Regions from separate parts of the Mus musculus genome. Here region 2 is linked to region 1. The links are chromatin contacts, called in public Hi-C maps. All regions are on one chromosome and are shown on one strand. Each heading gives the region's core, a stretch centred on a gene start, on an enhancer-like site or on the middle of the called end of the contact. The rest is flanking DNA. Distances are from core to core; before and after follow the strand shown. Region 1 holds the start of Trpv4 (transient receptor potential cation channel, subfamily V, member 4). Region 2 overlaps Git2 (GIT ArfGAP 2).

Region 1 (5,535 bases), core at 464-2,963:
CCACACACTAGGCAAGCCCTCTATCCCAGCCTGTCTTGCTTCTAAGGACACAGATCAGTGACATTGAGGACATTCAGATTATGCAGCCACCATACCATCCAACACCTCTATTTTCTGCCTCTTGTGAAGCTAAAACTCTACCCAGTGAACAAGAACTTCACAGGTCTGGGTTCTACTAACCCAGGCTCTATCCATCAGACTCTTGCTGTGTAGCCCAGGTTGGCCTCAGCCATCCCAGTGTCAGGATGGCATACCTTGTTCAACCAGCTCTTGGTGTGTGGGATGCGGAAGGAAGCCAGAGGGTCGACCTTAGGAGTTTCTCAGGGTCATCCACGCTGTGTTTTGGCAGGGTCTCTGAGCCCCCGGGATCTGCCTGCCCCTACTTTCTTAGCACTGAGATCGTGAATGTGTGGAACCACATTGGGGATTTTTTAAAATCTGGATTCTGGTGGCTGAACTCAAGGCCTCGAGTTTACCCGGCAGGCACTTTACCAAACTGAGCCATCTCCCAGGCCAGGGCCCTCAACCCAAGCTTGTAAAAGCATCTGCTAAGCCCAGGTGTTGGCCCTGTTGACTAGATTCAGGGTCCTCTTGAAGAACCCCAAGCATCCACGTAGGGGCATTACCTAATCTGTGGCAGGGCAGAATTTTTATCCGGGTGTCCTTGTAGCTGTCAATCACCAGCCTCCTAGGCCGAGCCACAGTCTCTTTTGCATGGGAGCCTCAGTTTCCCAGTCTGTGAGATGGGACTGGGTGAGCAAGGCAACTAAGTGCTGAGGGTTCTTTCCTCCCCACCCTGAAGAACAAGTCAGCCTCTTTGATGGATGCCTCAGCCTCCGTTCAGCCCCAACTTCAGGTGTGAAAGGCCTGAGCTTCAGGCTTCCTGTCGGGGAGGTAAGGGGGCATCGCGCACACCCCCTCACGGCTGCCAGACAGCTGCCAGCTCACTCTGCTGGAGACCACGGCCACCCAAATAGCGATGTTCTTTCCCCACCCCAAGGCAGTGGCTTGCGGAGGCCCACCCTCCTATCCAGGCCTGTTTCCCAACTGTAAGTGGGCCCAGCTCACCTCAGGCTCAGTTAAAAGAGGTTTACTTGCCAATGCCACCCCGCTCCAAACACACAGCTTAATTAGTGAGTTAGCTATTAAGATTTAAGTTGGTCGCCATGTTGGTTTTTATTTAGGCCCCTTCAATCCTTCTTTCTACACCCCACCCCCAACCCCACCCCCCGGCCTGCTGTTTGCCCAGGCTGGTCATCCCTAGTACTGTGCTGCGGGCAGGCTGAACAAGGACCGCAAGGAAGTCGCTAGGCTCACCAAGGCAGTCCCCCACCCAGCCTAGGAAAAGGAACGGTGATGTTAGGGGCTCTGTAAAGACCTGGTGCCCCTAGCATCTTCCGGATGATGGCTATAGGTGGAGGTTCAGAATGGAGACTCTGAGGTTCAGACTTAAGGAGAGCCGTGGCTTGGTGGGTAGTGTGTGGGTGGGTGGCGGGGAGTCCTCTCCAGTGCCCGGTGTGCCTCGCGGGCTTTTTTCTACCAGCCTTTGATGGGTGTGAGCTGCCGGGCAAGCGGGTTCCCGGGCTGGGCAGGCGACGGCCTGGGCGCAGGAACCAGGGATGAATGGAAGAGCGAGGCACCGAGCCAGGTGGCGGCGCGCAGGCCGGGGAGGACCCTGGGGTGGGCGGGCGCGGGTGGGCGGGACCCCGCGGGGCGGCGCGGCCGAAGCGCAGCAGGAGGAGGACGCGGCCGGAGGGATCAGGAAGCGGCGGCGCTGCGCCCGCGTCCTGAGGTGAGTGGGGCTGCTCCGGGGAAGGGATCCGCGAGTTCCTCGCGACCCCTCCCAATGACGGGGTTCGAGGTTCGCCGTCCCCGCCGCGCGCGGGATAGCGGGAGGCGACGCCACCACGAAAGTCACCTGTGGATTGGGCGCCGACCTGGGATTGGGGGAGTGTGGTGCAGATCTAGGTCACCTAGACCCGAGTCCCGAAACCAAAGGCCAGGGGCGGCCACCTACCCCGGACCAGCTCCACTTAGGTAGGGCGCGTGGCAGGGATGGGCGCGTGGGAGGGAACTGCGCGCCCGCAGCTTCCAGGGCTGCTTTTTGGAGTTTCAGAGAGATGGCCCCGCCGGGGAGAGGATGCAAAACTTTAACCTTAGTTTTACCCTGGAGACTCGAAGTGGCCTCCTAGGACAGGAAGAGATTTCCAAACTCCCCATTTGACTGAAAAATCCAACTTCAGACTCCCTTGGGACTGTCTTCCATTCCAGAAGGGCCCAGCCCAGCCGTGCCCCGTCCCCTGTGTAGATGAAGAAACCCAGGCTTGGGGGTAAGGATGGAGCCTAGTGAGCTGAAACCTGGGCGCTGGCTGGCTGCTTTGAAAACCCTCCCCACTGGCCTGTCCACAGCCCGGGTTAGGAAGTACCGAGGGATGAAGTCCTCAGCCCGGACTGGGGAGGGGGTGGCACGAACCTTGTACTTCTGAGCGCACATCGCATGTGATCTTTGTTCAGCGAGGTAAGAAATCCTGGCAGAGCTGAGCCCGAATGCCTTGGCTGTTGGCCATGTGGGGACAGCTCAGGCCTGGTGCTGCCCAAGGTGAGGTGTCTGTCAGTCATCACTATGTTAGGAGCACAGTCTGGGTGGACTCTGGGCATGCTCTGCCCTCCTCTGCGGTGTGACCTTGGTCTAGTCCCCTAGCTGCCTGAACCGCAGTACTTCTTTAATATTGTTATGGGAACACATTCTGGGGCTGTTGAGGGAGCCCTGGAGGGGTTTGCCGCAGCAGTTTGAGCTGGCCATTCCATTTCCACACTGTCTTGACAGAGAATAGGAAAGGGCCATTTTATTTTATTTATTTATGCATTTATTTATGTATGTATTTATTTATTGGTTTTTTTCGAGACAGGGTTTCTCTGTGCAGTCCTGGCTGTCCTGGAACTCACTTTGTAGACCAGTGTGGCCTCAAACTCAGAAATCTACCCGCCTCTGCCTCCCAAGTGCTGGGATTAAAGGCATGCACCACCACTGCCTGGCGAAAAGGCCGTTTTAATGCCTTCCTCCTGTCTGCTGTAGAGAAGACCAAGGGAGACCTCCCCCCTCCTTCTTGATTTTTTCGGACATCTCTGGGAGCAGGGGCTCCCCACAATTGGCAAACATCCTTCTTGGCTTTGCTCAGACTCTCTTTGAAGCCAGAAGGGATGGTGGCATCAGAGGACATTTGTGTGAGATCCACTGGAGTCTGAGGTGTGCCTGGGTGGAGGATTCCTCTGAGCCCCGAGAAGGTGCCTGGACTTTCGAGGAAATCCAGATGCCGTATGTCCAAGAAGGAAGGCCTCCTCCTCTTCTGGCCCTCACCTGCTTCCCTGTCCCCAGTAGGGGCTTCTTGGAAGCTCGGTACCACAGGATGCTGGCCCCTTAGATTGAGATTGGCCTAGTTATCGTGTGAGGGGTGTGACCCGAGCTCATATGCCCCATTCTCGTCCCTTCCACAGCTGCAGCTCCTGGTGGGCAGCACTGTCTCATGCCTGAGGGAGGAAGACAGATCCAGAAGGCATCAGGGTGCCTTTGATCAAGGTGGTGACTGGGCTGCACCTTGAAGAATAAAAACAGGACTGGGGGAGAGGGCATTAGGAGGGACCTGCACTAGCTGAGACACGTCTCGCCAGTTCTGCGCTGGGGGATGTAGGGTGTGGGGAGCAGAGACACTTCCGTTTGTCCAGAGTTGTGTGAGCCAGGCCAAGGCCAACTTAGAAGCTCTGAAAGTTGGGGGGTGGGTGGGAAGGGGGAGATGCCACCATTGTTTGTGTGGTATAGCAAGATCCTTTTAGCTGTAGAGCGGACACAATCGCAGGGAATGACTCAGGGAGCTCAGGGGTCCCCAGGCTGGGGGGGACCCGGTAGTGTCCAGAAATCCAGGGCCTCACTGAGCTACACCCCAATCCTTGAGCAAATGCTTTCAAGAGGGTCTTAGTGTGTTTGTATACCTAGAGAAGGGGGCTGGTGAGCCTCGCTCTGCCTCAGTTTCTTCCTGTTTGACTGCAGGGGGTTGGGGGGAGAACCAGTCCATTCTTTCTCCAACCAGGACCTGGGAGATGGGTTCCTATCTATAACAGGATCTGGGGATCTGAGAGAACATTTGTTTCATGCCACAGGGCCTCTAGAATGTTCCACATCGCTGACTGCGAGCACCTGTTAAAGATTAATTCTGATCTCTGGAGATTCTTGTAGTCCTGGGCTCCGTGGCTGGAGCAGTGAACTCTTGAGTACAGACTCAGTCTGCCTTAGTCAAGCCTGGGCTGCATCACCACCAGTTAGTAGGTGTGAGAATGGACTGAGTAGTTGTTATAAGCGAATCCGCTCAGTACATTCAGGTAACAAAACTTGTACCCATTATTCAGAGGGAGAGACTGAGGTCTGCAGGGCAAAGTCACTTCACTCAGCTCTGAATGGGCCACCCATGTCTTAATTGTTTGATCCCAAATCCACGAGGTGGCCTGTCCCCATTTGTTGTGACCTTCCATGGGGGGTGGGGGTGACCTGAGACTTAAGAAAGAGGTCCTACAACCACAGGGGACAACCGGACTGCTTCTGAACCCTTAAGCCTGCTGCTTTCTGCTGGGAGTTTAGGGTGTTTGCTAGGTGTTTCCAAGCCTCAGTTTCCTTATCTGTCAAAGGGGCTTGCTCTCGGATTTGCTCTGCCAGCCTAAGGCTCCCTGACAGGCCCTGAAACTTGGGTTTCCTCCCTCACTCGGGTTCTTGCAGCCCCCTCCAGGGCATGTTTCCTGGCATCCTGGGAGCCCTCCATGCCAAGCATCGGGCAAAGCTAGACTTGCTTTAACGGAGGATGGAGTCTTTCTGTCTGCCACGCCACGCCACTCCACGCGGCGGCAGCGCTGTGCACTGATTGAGTGCCAGGCCAGGCACACAGGAAACCTCAGGTCTGCTCCAGATGAAGTAAGGGTGTTGGAGCGGGCCCCAGGAGGTGGAGTGGGGAGGGGGCGGCCAGGGAATCGGTGTTTTCCTGGTGTTTTCCTTCGGGTAGTGAGTAAGGTGGCCTCTCCCCACACACATGCTGTTCTCCCTGCCCGGCACAAAGGGCTCCTTAGTCCCGCTCTCCTGGCTTAGAAGCCAGCTGCCCTTGTTTGAGCCCTGGCTTCCAGGTAGTGAAAGTGTTCCTCCAGCCTCAGTTTCCCCATCTGCACATTGGAGCAAGCACTCCCATGTGGGGCATGAGAGTGCTTGCTTTGTGGGGTCACTGTGGAATTAACTCAGTTCAGTCAGCCTCTGTCACCTGGTCACGTGTGACAGCCTCGTTCCCACAGGGGACACTTTACATCTGAGGATGCCCGAGTTATGGGAAGGGAAAAAGTTAGAGCCATGATTCCAGACCTTCCTAAGGCTGCGACCCTTTAATACAGTTCTTCACATTGTGGGGATCCCCAGCCATAAGATGATTTCATTGCTACCACATAACCGTAATTTGCGACTGTTTTGAGTCATAAATACCTGCTATGTGACCCCTGTGGGGGTCG
Region 2 (5,470 bases), core at 157-2,656, 86 kb before region 1:
TCCTAAAATGTGTTCTTGCCCTGGGGCTGTAGCTGAATGGTGGAGTGCTCGCCAGTATATACAGGGCCCTGAGTTTATTTCCCAGTGCCACCAGAAGACACATACACATGGCAGAAAAAGTAAAACTGGCAGAAGGGTTAGGCCTTGGAAGGTGCTGTGAGAGGGCTCAAGTTAGGCTCACTGCTAACTCAAGCCAAGCAAAGATTAAATAAATGCTCTTAAAATAAGGCCCTGTCACTGAGCAAGTGAAGGATCAGCGTTGACTCTAGGCTGAGGTCAGGACTGGAGGCTTCTCTGTGTCCCAGTGTGCTTAGCTCCTCCCCTCATGACCTCACTGATGGGGAAGCAGGGGACAGGAGACTATGCACTGCACAGGTGGTGCGCATCGCAAGAGCAGACAAGCTGGAGGTTAGGAGTTTGGAAGAGAGAGCATCAAGGGAGGAGCTCTTGACAGTACAGGGCTCTGAAACAAGGCCTCATAGATGTGCTGTCCTGCACCCGCGTAGAAGGCAGAACAAGAAAGCCTGGGCTGGAACAGCCTAGAAGAGCCCCACACTGTGCAGAGACTCTGGACAGCACAGTGAGGACCTCAGCTCTAAAGGGCATTGCAGCACGGCCTCAGGGCTCAGGCCAGTGGGGCCCAGGGAGAGAGACAGGGCACTGTTGAGTGAACAGGGGACAGGGCCAAGGGGTCTGCAGGCTGAACCCTCAGGACAGACTCAGATAGGCACTCCACAGACACTGAGTAACAAATAAACAAGAAGCTAGGCTGCCGAGGTCTGCAGGTTTGAAGCAGGGAGATAAGCTTAGATTTGTCCAGCATTTGCTGTTTGATATTGGCAGAAGGGACGCCCCTACCTGGACTGCCCCGTGCCAGTCCACTCAGTTACAGGCAGGGTCATTACCAGTCCCTCAGGGACGGACCATCCATTGATTGGCTGGGCTCCTGCTGCCCTTTCAGCCTCTCGCTGAGCACTGCTGCTGGACTCTCAGGAGCCCTGGCCTCCTCAGGCACGCCTTCCAGCTCCCCCAGCTCCTCCCCAGGCAGCCCAGCCAGCTGCTGCGTCCCACCCGCTCCATTGTCTGTGTCCCCAGCACTCAGTCCCTCTGTCCTGCCTTGGAACACCTTAGCCATCCCCTTTCCTGTGCTGCTGGAGTGTGAGCGCCATGGATGTAGCAGCCTGTCCTCTCTGTCACAGCGCACTGGAGACTGACTGATGCTCACTAGGTCATGTGGAGCGAGTGAATCCATAGAGTAAGCTCTTTAAGTTAGCAAGGACAGTGTGTGCAGGGCAGCGCAGAGCCTTGGCAGCCAGTGTCCACAGAGGTTTGCAGCGCTCTGCCTGCTCCTGCAGGAAGCTCTGCAGAGTGTCATGAGTCCTGGAGTGCCCCTGCCTTTCATATGGTCCACCTTTGCAGTCCAGCGGGCGTGGTGGAGATGGACATTCTTTAGCTGTTAGTCTTTAACATCATCATCGCGGATTGTGAACATTTTCCCGGTTTATTTTTAGAGCCTAGATTCAGATTTGTCAGATGGACCAGTCACTGTGCAGGAATTTATGGAGGTCAAAAGCGCCCTAGTGGCTTCTGAGGCCAAGAGACAGCAGCTAATGAAGGTGAATAACAACTTGAGTGACGAGCTGAGAATTATGCAGAAAAAGGTAACATGTTAATAAATGCCAGGATGGTTGACTCGTTGATCCCGGTCACCATGCTTATGGTCAGAGGGAAGAAAACATTTACTATAACAGACATAGACATACTGTCCTCTTGAAAGCAGGCTGTGTGTGTATGTTTGAAATGCAGCGCTCTGATGAGAAACGTGTTCAGTGTAGCACAGAGACTATAGCCCAGTGGTGGGTGGTGCATCTGCCTAGCATGAGCAAGGCCTGGGCCAGGGCCTGTGCTTGGCTGGGATTCTAATTCAGTGTATGTATGGACACAAAGCCTTGGGTTTGCACCTAAAAATGCATTCAGAGTAAACTCCCCTAGGAGAGACCTAGCAGCCCACTATTGGTGTGAGATAGCATAACTTTGCCCTGTCCTGGGCTTTCTGGGAATCTGGAAGCTACTGCTTGGGTGTGATTTTCCACACCTATTGCTGATTCTTAAAATTAATCTCACCATGCAGACAGAGCAGGCAGAAGCACGTGCTTCTCAGCGTAAGCCCTGGCACGTACCATGTGCCGTGCTTTCTCTGCTGGCACTGGCTCTGACTGCTACCCTGGCAACCCTCGCCAGCATCTCAGCCTGCTGTCACCACCTCGAGCAGGGCTTGACACACAGAAGACTGCCACATGTCTGCCTGTACTAACAAGGAGAGGCAACCCGTGTACGCTGCACTATCCTAGTCATTCCCCCAGGGCAGCCGTTCTCAACCTTTAGGGGACGTCAAGCAATCCTTTCACAGGGGTCGCCTAAGTCCATTGGAAAATGCAGAATTACAGATAGGAAGTAGTAACGAAATAATTTTATGGTTAGGGGTCAGCACAGCATGAGGAACTGTGTTAAGGGGACACAGCGTCAGGAAGGTTGAGAACCCCTGCTTCAGGGACTGGGAACTGCCTGTAGGAGAGGTCAGTGGGGAAGGCAGTGCTTGGGATGATGATGGAGAGCGACAGATGGGAAAGCCAGCTGTGCCCTAGACTCTGGGCACCGTAAGCATCGCTGACTGTCGTGAGAAAAAGCTCGCTATGCACCCCACGCAGAAAAAAATAGGCTGGCTTTGGGGTTTATACTATTGTTGAGGAACGCGATCTCAGACTCAGAGTATTGTAAGGCCTGGTCACAAGGTACATCTTCTCAAGGAAAGCCAAAGGGCTCTCCCACTGGCTAGGGAGCACTCCCACTGGCTAGGGAGCACTCCCACTGGCTAGGGAGCACTCCCACGGGCTAGGGAGCAAGGTTGTGAGAGCTCTGCAGTCAGTCAGTGGCTCTTGTGCTGTAGTGCAGAGGCTGAGAGACTGAGCTCTCGTGGCCTAGCGCCCCGACCTGCCTTGCAGCCCCTTCTAGGCTAGTGCACAGCTGCGACCAAGAGCCTGAGAGGCCTCTGCCGCAGCAGAGGCCTGACATCTCCTCGGCCTTTTCTGAGCAGGGTCACACAGATGTGGTAGTTAATGCAGTCACCATCTTACCAGCTTCTTGGGTGATTTGTTTTTCTGAAACTTGCCTTTGATTGTTGGTCTGCGGGGCTTCACCTTTTTACCCATAGTTCTCCTTTAGTGTTCATAAAGGTTACATGTGCTGGGGAGATGGCCCAGGTCAAACATTGAAAGACAAGAAGAGGACTGAAGTCCAGACCCCCAGAGCCCATGTGAAAGACCAGTTGGGCACAGTGGTCCACCTACAGTGCCGTGCAGCAAGAGCAGTGACAGGGAGTCCCCAGAGCAAGCTTCCAGCCAGACCAGCTAACCTGTGTGCTCAGGCTCACAGGGAGAGTGATTGTGGGAGATACCAGTGCTCCACTCGAGCCTCCCATCACATGTGTGTATGCACGTGTATGCTTAAGATTAATAAAGAAAACTCAGTGTTGGCTGAAGAGATGGCTCAGCAGGTAAAGGAACTTGACAGCTGCAGAAGCTGACAGCTTGAGTTCAAGTCCCAGAGCCCACAGAAAGCCGGAGAAGAAGCCTCAGAGTTGTCCTCTGACACCACACGCAGACACCAGGCACATGCAGACACAGTCAGACTTCATTTTTATTGTAATTGCTAGAGACAGCTCGAATCTCTTGAAAGCAAGTGTCTAGAGTTTCTCTAGAGCAAGAATTGGGGAGAGACTTAGTGGGTAAGAGACGAGTACCCAGCCTGATGGCCTGAGTTCAAGTCCCTAGACTCCCTGACCTCCACATGTGTACCGTGGTGTGCACTCACCCTGACACACATGCACATACACTCAGACAAGCCAAGTGTTGACGAGCAGAGCCATTGTCCATTATTATCATACAGATGCCTGTGATTTTTAAACTAGTGAATTATCTGTAACTTTTTATTTCCTGCCATACTTTTTCCAGAGTACAGCCTGGATCTTTTTTTTTTTTTTTTTTTTTTTTAAAGATTTATTTATTGGTTATATGTAAGTACACTGTAGCTGTCTGTCTTCAGACACTCCAGAAGAGGGAGGCAGATCTCATTACGGATGGTTGTGAGCCACCATGTGGTTGCTGGGATTTGAACTCGGGACCTTTGGAAGAGCAGCCGGGTGCTCTTACCCACTGAGCCATCTCACCAGCCCCAGCCTGGATCTTATAAACATTATTAAAATCTGTCTTAGGACATTTTTATAAATGCAGAGTAATGAATTTGGACACAGCCCTGTAATCCCAGCTACTTTGGAGGCTGAGATACAAGAATCACAAGTTCCTTCTTGGGCTAAGAACTAGTTCAAGGCCCGCCTGAGTAACTTGGACTCTGTCTCAGCTCCTGGGCATGATGTACCAGGGGGAGGCTCTGGTAGACCATGTGCCTCTGTGCTTGAGGCCCTGGGTTAAATTCCGTGTGTAGGGGAGAGGCTGAGGCGACTGAAACCAGGGTCTGTGCTCATCTCAGAAGGCAGCTGGCCAGAGTCCAGACTGGGTGTTTCAGAGGTAGCATCAGTGTTCAGGGCGTTTATACTTTCACAGCCTGCTCAGAATAGCACAGAGAGCTTTTAGCTCAGGCAGACATATGAGCCCTGCATCTAGGGATATAGTTTCTTGTATTATTCCCTCTCTCTGGACCCCACCCAGTTTCCATTCATATCCCGACAGCCCACACACTTGTCTGTCCTGGAATGCAAGAATTTCTAGAGGCTCTCCCTCTTTGCAAAGGAGGTTACATATATAGGCGGGGAAGCCATGCTTGTGTAGAGGTAGGCACTACAGATAGAGCATGGGGCTTGTTCACAAAGCAAGGGTGTACTGTTTTTATTTTAAAGTTTGTAATAGAGTTGGCAAAGTAGTGTGATTTATATCTGATCTTTCACATTTAACATTTGTTTGGAAACGATGCAAATTAATGAAGAGGGTCAGCCACTAGTGATGTATTTCCCACAGATTGGTGCTTTCTAAATAAAACTTGAAAGTTAACTCCCAATACTGCATGACCTTGCTATTGGACAGTGAGGACCCCCTGGTGCAGACATGGTTGCTTACGGACTTAAACCTTGGCACTGGATGACAGCATGGTCAAAGTGTACGTTCTCTCAGAGAAGGCAGTTGGACTCATACCATCCCCAGCTTATGCTACACAAATGCGGGGCTGAGGCAGCACAGACACGGTCACTTGTATTTAAGATGCCAGCCTCATAATTCCTTGCTGATCTCTGATCTCATGAAGCAGCTCACGTGTGAAAATTGCAAAGAATACTCAGGGTCTCTGTGTGTCAGTGTCTAACCAAAGTGAGCTGGCACCAGGTAGCCCAGCCCACTCAAGGCCAGCATCACTAACTGCATGGGTCAAAGGAGAGCGAGGTCAGGTCACAGCCCTGCAGCAA

The links. Hi-C and Micro-C count contacts between places; a contact is called where the count stands out from the background.
Region 2: a Hi-C map of embryonic fibroblasts shows a contact between it and region 1, with 2.8 times the contacts expected there. The contact joins the enhancer-like site here to the promoter of Trpv4 in region 1. A contact is called at or near these places in 1 of 39 promoter capture datasets (Sertoli cells), 1 of 484 Hi-C or Micro-C datasets (embryonic fibroblasts), 1 of 115 datasets of contacts at active chromatin or transcription factors (embryonic stem cells) and 2 of 9 other capture datasets (adipose tissue and liver).

Annotation. Positions count from the first base shown.
Region 1 is chr5:114,654,599-114,660,133 of GRCm38.p6, reverse strand. Trpv4 (transient receptor potential cation channel, subfamily V, member 4) reads left to right here and starts at 1,713. Exons shown (of 16, transcript NM_022017.3): 1 at 1,713-1,792.
Region 2 is chr5:114,739,922-114,745,391 of GRCm38.p6, reverse strand. Git2 (GIT ArfGAP 2) reads left to right here. Exons shown (of 20, transcript NM_001347400.1): 14 at 1,512-1,661. Among named protein-coding and RNA genes, the nearest start is that of Mir7028, 23 kb to the right of the region's middle. Within about 2 kb of position 1,406, at least 62 of the 459 cell types and tissues checked have an H3K27ac peak or open chromatin away from gene starts, as enhancers often do. A contact at or near this core is called in embryonic fibroblasts, where this site is marked.